2 separate regions of the Zea mays genome follow, and region 1 is linked to region 2. The links are chromatin contacts, called in public Hi-C maps. All regions are on one chromosome and are shown on one strand. Each heading gives the region's core, a stretch centred on a gene start, on an enhancer-like site or on the middle of the called end of the contact. The rest is flanking DNA. Distances are from core to core; before and after follow the strand shown.

Region 1 (2,780 bases), core at 277-2,776, 410 kb before region 2:
AGCAGATGCAAAGTCAAGATATTCTTGTTTGTATTCAAATTCGTGTGCAAAGTATCCAAACAACATCTAGAATTTAATTCTAGGAATTCAATTGCTTGTACAACCAAACAAAAATAATGGAATTGAATCACTTTCTAGTCGATTGAATTCTATATAATACATTTCTTGAAATTTATTTCTTGGAAAAGGTTTCATCTCTAGGCGTCCAAACGAGCTTATTCTTGTGAAAACTTGCGCCGTAGCAGCATCGTTGCTGGAAACTTATTCTTGTGAAAACTTTTTGTGAAAGCTTATTCGTGTGAGACCTTATATGGTGCTATTTAATTGTTGCTATTTAATTCGTGTGAGATGTTACAAGGGGTAACAATAGCGTCCTATTTAATTGTTGCTCAGTACAATAAATTTTGCCGATAGTCCTATTTAATTGTATCGGGCAAGAAACCAGTCTTCAGTTTTTACAACCAGTTTCAGATTTTTTGTAAACAGTCTCAGGTTTTTGCAACTGGCAATGAATTTTTCACAAGTCTTCTCATGGTCTTCTTGTGCCACAGTCTCAATTTTTACAAGCAGCTGGCAAGCAATTGGTGAGATATCAGAACTCTACAATGGCATCCGATGCCAGAGATACGATGCACAGAGAGGACAAAATAGTCTACTCGTGTCACAGAAAAAGGGGAAATAAAATAAAAAAGATTTAAATTGATCCATAATTTTATTATAATGGTGTATCACAGTGGAGATTGTTGTTTTATTGAAGACTAAGGCGTGTTTGGCATTGCTCTGCTCCATCTTAGAACAGCTCTACTCCAAAACTCTGGATGGAGCAGCTCTGCTCTAGAGTTTAAATTGTTTCTCATAACCGGTGGTAGTGGCGGGTAAATAACTCCAATCTCGTTGTTTTTTTGGAGTTTTCGGAGCAGCAAAAGAGGTACTCCAAAAAATTATACTGCAACTCCAAAAACTCCATAGAGTTTACAACTCTGGAGTTAAGGTGTTTGACATACTCTACCAGCTCCTCTTTAGAGTTTTGCTCTGAAGTCATACTAAACACGCCCTAAATTATATATATTATTGTGTCGAAGCCGGTTATATAAGAGCATCTCCAACAATGCCTCAAACTAATGCCTCAAATTGAAATATAGTGCTCTACACAGGAAAAACTACTCCAACAGTGCCTCAATTCAACAAATTTTGTCAAAAAACTATAGGGCACCCTCTCAAGTGCCTCAAATATACTACACCGTAGTGGGCTGCCCTATAATCTAGATTTGGGGCTTTACTGTTGGAGCGGGGTGTTTTGTTGGTGCCCTAAATTCTATAAAATTTACTTATTTTTAAATTATAAGGCATTTTTATAGTTCACGTTGTTGGAGATGCTCTAATAAGGTTTATAATAGCAAACAAAAAAAAAAAAAAAACTCTTCGTCCCTACTCCCCTGCAGAGTGCAGTGTGCAGACACCCGAGGAGCCGAGACAGAGAAGCAGTGAAGGGAACCCGCGCGCTTTCTCCCGACGTGCACCGGAAATGGTGGTCGTGGACGCGTCGGAGTTCGGGGCGGAGGGCTTCGACCCGAAGCGGTGGATCAACGCGGCGCTGGACGCGCGGCACCCGTCGGAGCCTCTCGATCGCTTCCTCGCCGACGCCGAGGAGCGCCTGCGTTCCGCGGCCGACGACGCCGCGGCCGCGCTCGAGAGGGATAGCGGCGACGCCCTCCGCCGCGTCCCGTTGGCATGCCGCGACGCGCTGCGCCTCCGCGACGACGCCGTCGCCCTACGCTCCCACCTCGCCTCCGTCCTCCAGTCCCTCTCCCTGGTACGCGCCTCCGTCCCTGTGGCTTTCTCCTTATTGGATCTGGGACTCACTAACAATCCCGTGGGTTTATTACGCGAAACCGAGATGGATTGCTTCGAGCTCTGGAATAGCTTACCGCGCGTAGTCTCTTCGCACGTATATTTCAGATGGATCTGGATCTCACATCCATGTCTAGTCAAGTCTGATTTCATCTGCCTGGGTTTCACCTTGGATACGACATGAGTACAATTGTAGCGTACTAGCGTACAAGTAGTACGAAATTCACGAGTGAGTCATTTAGTTTGATTAGTTTATGTTCAGATTTCGTTGCCCAAATCTGCTACCAGTTGAAAGTTTATCTCGAAATGTTTTGGGCCTCCGGGTTTTGTGAAACTAAGCTACACTCTGACATAGTTGCATTAGATGTCATGCGGACTAATTTGGATATTGTCATTTTATGTACTTACAAACTTGAGCGTATTGTAAGAGTTAAAATTAGGAGCAATTCAGACATTCAGATTCGAAGGCAATCTGCATAGAACTTTTCTTTGCTTGCCAAAAAAAAGGCAAAGAGCCATGGAGTTCTAGTAATGCTTACATACTGAGGTGATAAAAATTCCAGTACAACAATATGCAAGGAAAATAAAATCTTGGCCTTCAGTTGTGTCATTGTGTGACCGTGAGAGAACCATTCTTGTACACCAAACTAATCTCTCGGGGGTTTGCAGTCTATCCCTCTGCCCAAGCTCACTCTATCTTGATATACTGTATTCTGTTCCAGCTACATTTTTGCTAAGGCGACAACTAACAAAGTATTCATGGTTATATAATATATTTCCATCCAGGCTGAGGGCTCATCCGCAGAATCAATAGCTGCACTAGCGCGTATTGACACTGTGAAACAGCGCATGGAAGCCGCATACACAACATTGCAGGTAAGGTCTATCTGGAGTTGTAGACCATGGCACACCACTGGAGTATAGTTTTA
Region 2 (3,058 bases), core at 343-2,842:
AATGCCTTTTTCGTTTGCGTGGGATTGTATCCGAAATAATTCTAGCTGATCAAAGTCCATAGAAATTATAGAAACACCGTAAGAAACGAACCAAACCAACCCTGCTGATATCATATCACAGAGTTTCAGACCTCTCACAGTCCATAATCCAGATCGAACTATGCTAGTTAACTGGTGTCGCAACAAACCCTCAGCATGACATCTCTGACCTTGACCTCGCTCGGGTCAGCCGCACGTCACGCCTGCGAGGTGCGTTGCACTTGCACCTCGGGTCCCCGCGGGCCCCTGCGGCTCAGGAACACGACGGCGCAGCGGATGGAATGGAAACGCGCGCGAAAACAACATGTGATCCATGGGTGTGGCGGCCGCCACGGCCTTTGCTTCCGGACCCGGGCAACCGAGCGCAATCAAGACGTAGATATGTTCGCCTCGCCGCCACCGAAGGATCGACATCGTCACACCGAAGGATCGACACACGTACGAAAGCTACGTTTAAATCTCGGAGGATCGGAGCTGAGTAGTAGCAGGCAATTAACCTCCGTGAAAGTGACTAGATGAGCTGCTGCTAGGACACAGACTACCACATCATCAGAAACACAAGATATTTACATCGTCTCTGCAGCCAGCGGAGAAACAAGGCTGCGCGAATTAAGCAAGCGGAGGAGCAAACTAACTACACACAACCAGGAGAAACTTAACTGACTCTGATTACCCTTTTTTTTTTGGCTGCTGCTAATCTTCGCTTCCCCTTCCCAAGCTTCCATTCCATGCACGTGGCGTGGATGCCCGTCGAGCCTTGGTCAAGCAAAGAAGCCATTAGTGCTAGTGTTAGCGGCGGGCATGTGCGGCATCTGGGCCGCCTGGATGCTCTGCAGGAACATCCTCTCCTCCGCCGACGCGGCGAACCCGTGGGAGGCGGCGGGGGCGAAGACGTCGCCGCCGTCTTGCAGCAGGCCGCCGCCGCCGCCGTTGCTATAGCCGAATGGCGACGCCGCGCCGGCGTACTGCTGCTGCTGCTGCTGCCTGCGGAGCTGCTCCTGGAGCGGCGCGGGGTGCTGGCTCCGGTGCAGCTGGTGGTCGAAGGACATGACGGCGGCCGAGGACGGCGGGAAGCCGTAGTCGGCGGCGAAGTTGATGACCGGGGCCCCGAACGCCCCCGCGGGGGGCGCGGGGATGCCCGTGAACTGCTGCACCATGGCACGGAAGTTGGCCGTGTCCGTGTTCAGCAGCGTCACGGGCGCGCGCCGCGACGCGCGGGACCGCCGCCGCGCCGCCGGCTTCCCGATCCGCGGCCCCTCTACCCCGTGCAGCAGATGGGCCCCGGCCTTGGTGGGGCTTCCTCCGCTGGACCCGCCCGACGTCGGGCTCGCTACGGCGGCGGCCGCAGCGGTGGTGCCGGCGTCGTCGTCGGGGGGCAGCAGGACCGGCCCGGCGTCGTGGTGGTGGTGGTGGTAGAGCGCGGCCCACTGCGCGAAGCTCGAGCCTGTGTCACTCATCGCCATCGACGCGCGCGGGTCGGAGCCGAGCGTCAGGCGCTGCTCGTGCTCGTGCTCGTCGTCGTCGTTCGTCGACGAGTGTGTGTGTCGGAAGAGGAGTTGGACACGGCCGCGGGGCCTGGCCATTTATAGTGACCCAGCCAGCGGTCCACCAGGCTGTGCCATCCGTCGGATCGACGTGCTCCTCTAGCCAACGCCCGAGATTGGCCAACGTGTCGCGGTCCTGCCTAGCGTAGCCCATCTGCTCCCCCCACCTTCCGAGAAGCGTCGCTGATCCGCTCCGCTCCCCCGCGCGCGGGACAGGTGGTGGACTGGCGGCCCACACACCAGCGGGCACGTGGGGCCCGCGCCACTGTGCTGCGGCCTTCCGGGACCGCCGCGGCGTCGTCGTCGTCGCCGGGTGCTCGGCTCGGGGTTGGCAGCCAGCCGGGCCCGCAGCTCCATCGGGCTGTCACGTCGCTCTGCAGCACGTCGATGCGTCTTGATTCTGGATGGGGATTTCGGCTGCCGCATGGCGTCGCATTGCATCCCACCCAATACCCATGCGGCCGTCCGGTTCGCGTGCGTGCGTGCGCGCGACGCTGGTCTTTTCTCCCGCGCAGCCGCAGCATGTGGAGGCGGGCAGCCGGCGGCGGATCCGATCAACCCAGCACTAAGCTTGTGCTGCACCTGCAGTTAACGAAGCTTCAGCGGAAGCCACGGAAGAGATTGAGGGCCACGCAACGCAACGCAACGCACTGCCGGAGGATGGAGGCGGACGCCGGCGATTCCGTCGGTGTGTGTCCGTCCGGTTGGAAGAATCGAGCGGCGACGGTGAATTCAGCACATGCCATTTCTGGGGAGACCGGCCGATGGACATGTCGCTCTCAGGATCCACCTCGGAGATCGTGTTTACATTACCCCGGTCGACGGGTCTCATGCTCCTCTAATAAACATTATTACCCCGGTCGATGGACACTTGCCGCGCGCTGTGGGGTGCGCTCGTGGCGTTGAACTTTCTAATTCCATGATCGCCCAGCTGTCGTAGCGATACTGACCCGCTTGGTGGATGTGCTTGGATCCACGTCCACCTAGTTAGGATAAAGATTAGCTGCACTGCACAGCTCTAAATCAGATCTATTTATGTCTTGTTCGGTTATTCTTATTACACATAGATTAAATAGAATTGGAAAAAAATTAAGAAAATTTTTGACTTACTTGATATTTAAACTCACTCAATCTATATAGATTGAGAGCTAATCAAACAAGCCCTTAATAGACCAGCTTATTGTGAGCTTGATATCCATTTACTAAAAGAATATATAGCCCTAACATACATTTGTGCATATTAACCCCGATAGACTGAATCGTCAGATTTTTTAGATTGGCAAAGCCATCGTGGATACATATAAAATCTATCAACTCTTAGACCACTTCAAAAAAAAAACACCGTTGGCATGTGACATTCTAGATCCGTCAGAGTTAAACCCACGCTCAATAGTAGAAAATTTGACCGTCATTTTTTAAGTTTTTTCCCTTGATTATGGAAAGGGACTCTTTAACGTGCAAGGTTAATTAAACAT

Evidence for each region. A called contact is a pair of places that touch in the nucleus more often than the background predicts.
Region 1: a contact with region 2 is called in a Hi-C map of leaf, with 6 times the contacts expected there. The contact joins the promoter of LOC100193995 here to the promoter of LOC100283314 in region 2. A contact is called at or near these places in 2 of 25 Hi-C or Micro-C datasets (ear and leaf).

The regions. Positions count from the first base shown.
Region 1 is chr9:115,473,079-115,475,858 of Zm-B73-REFERENCE-NAM-5.0, reverse strand. LOC100193995 (oligomeric Golgi complex component-related protein) reads left to right here and starts at 1,526. Exons shown (of 10, transcript NM_001352022.1): 1 at 1,526-1,813; 2 at 2,638-2,727. The coding sequence starts at 1,526.
Region 2 is chr9:115,060,156-115,063,213 of Zm-B73-REFERENCE-NAM-5.0, reverse strand. It overlaps LOC100283314 (VQ motif family protein), which reads right to left and starts at 1,592. Exons shown (of 1, transcript NM_001156216.2): 1 at 541-1,592. The coding sequence starts at 1,502. The coding sequence ends at 801. LOC103638876 (glycosyltransferase-like KOBITO 1) reads right to left here. Exons shown (of 7, transcript XM_035962844.1): 7 at 2,995-3,058.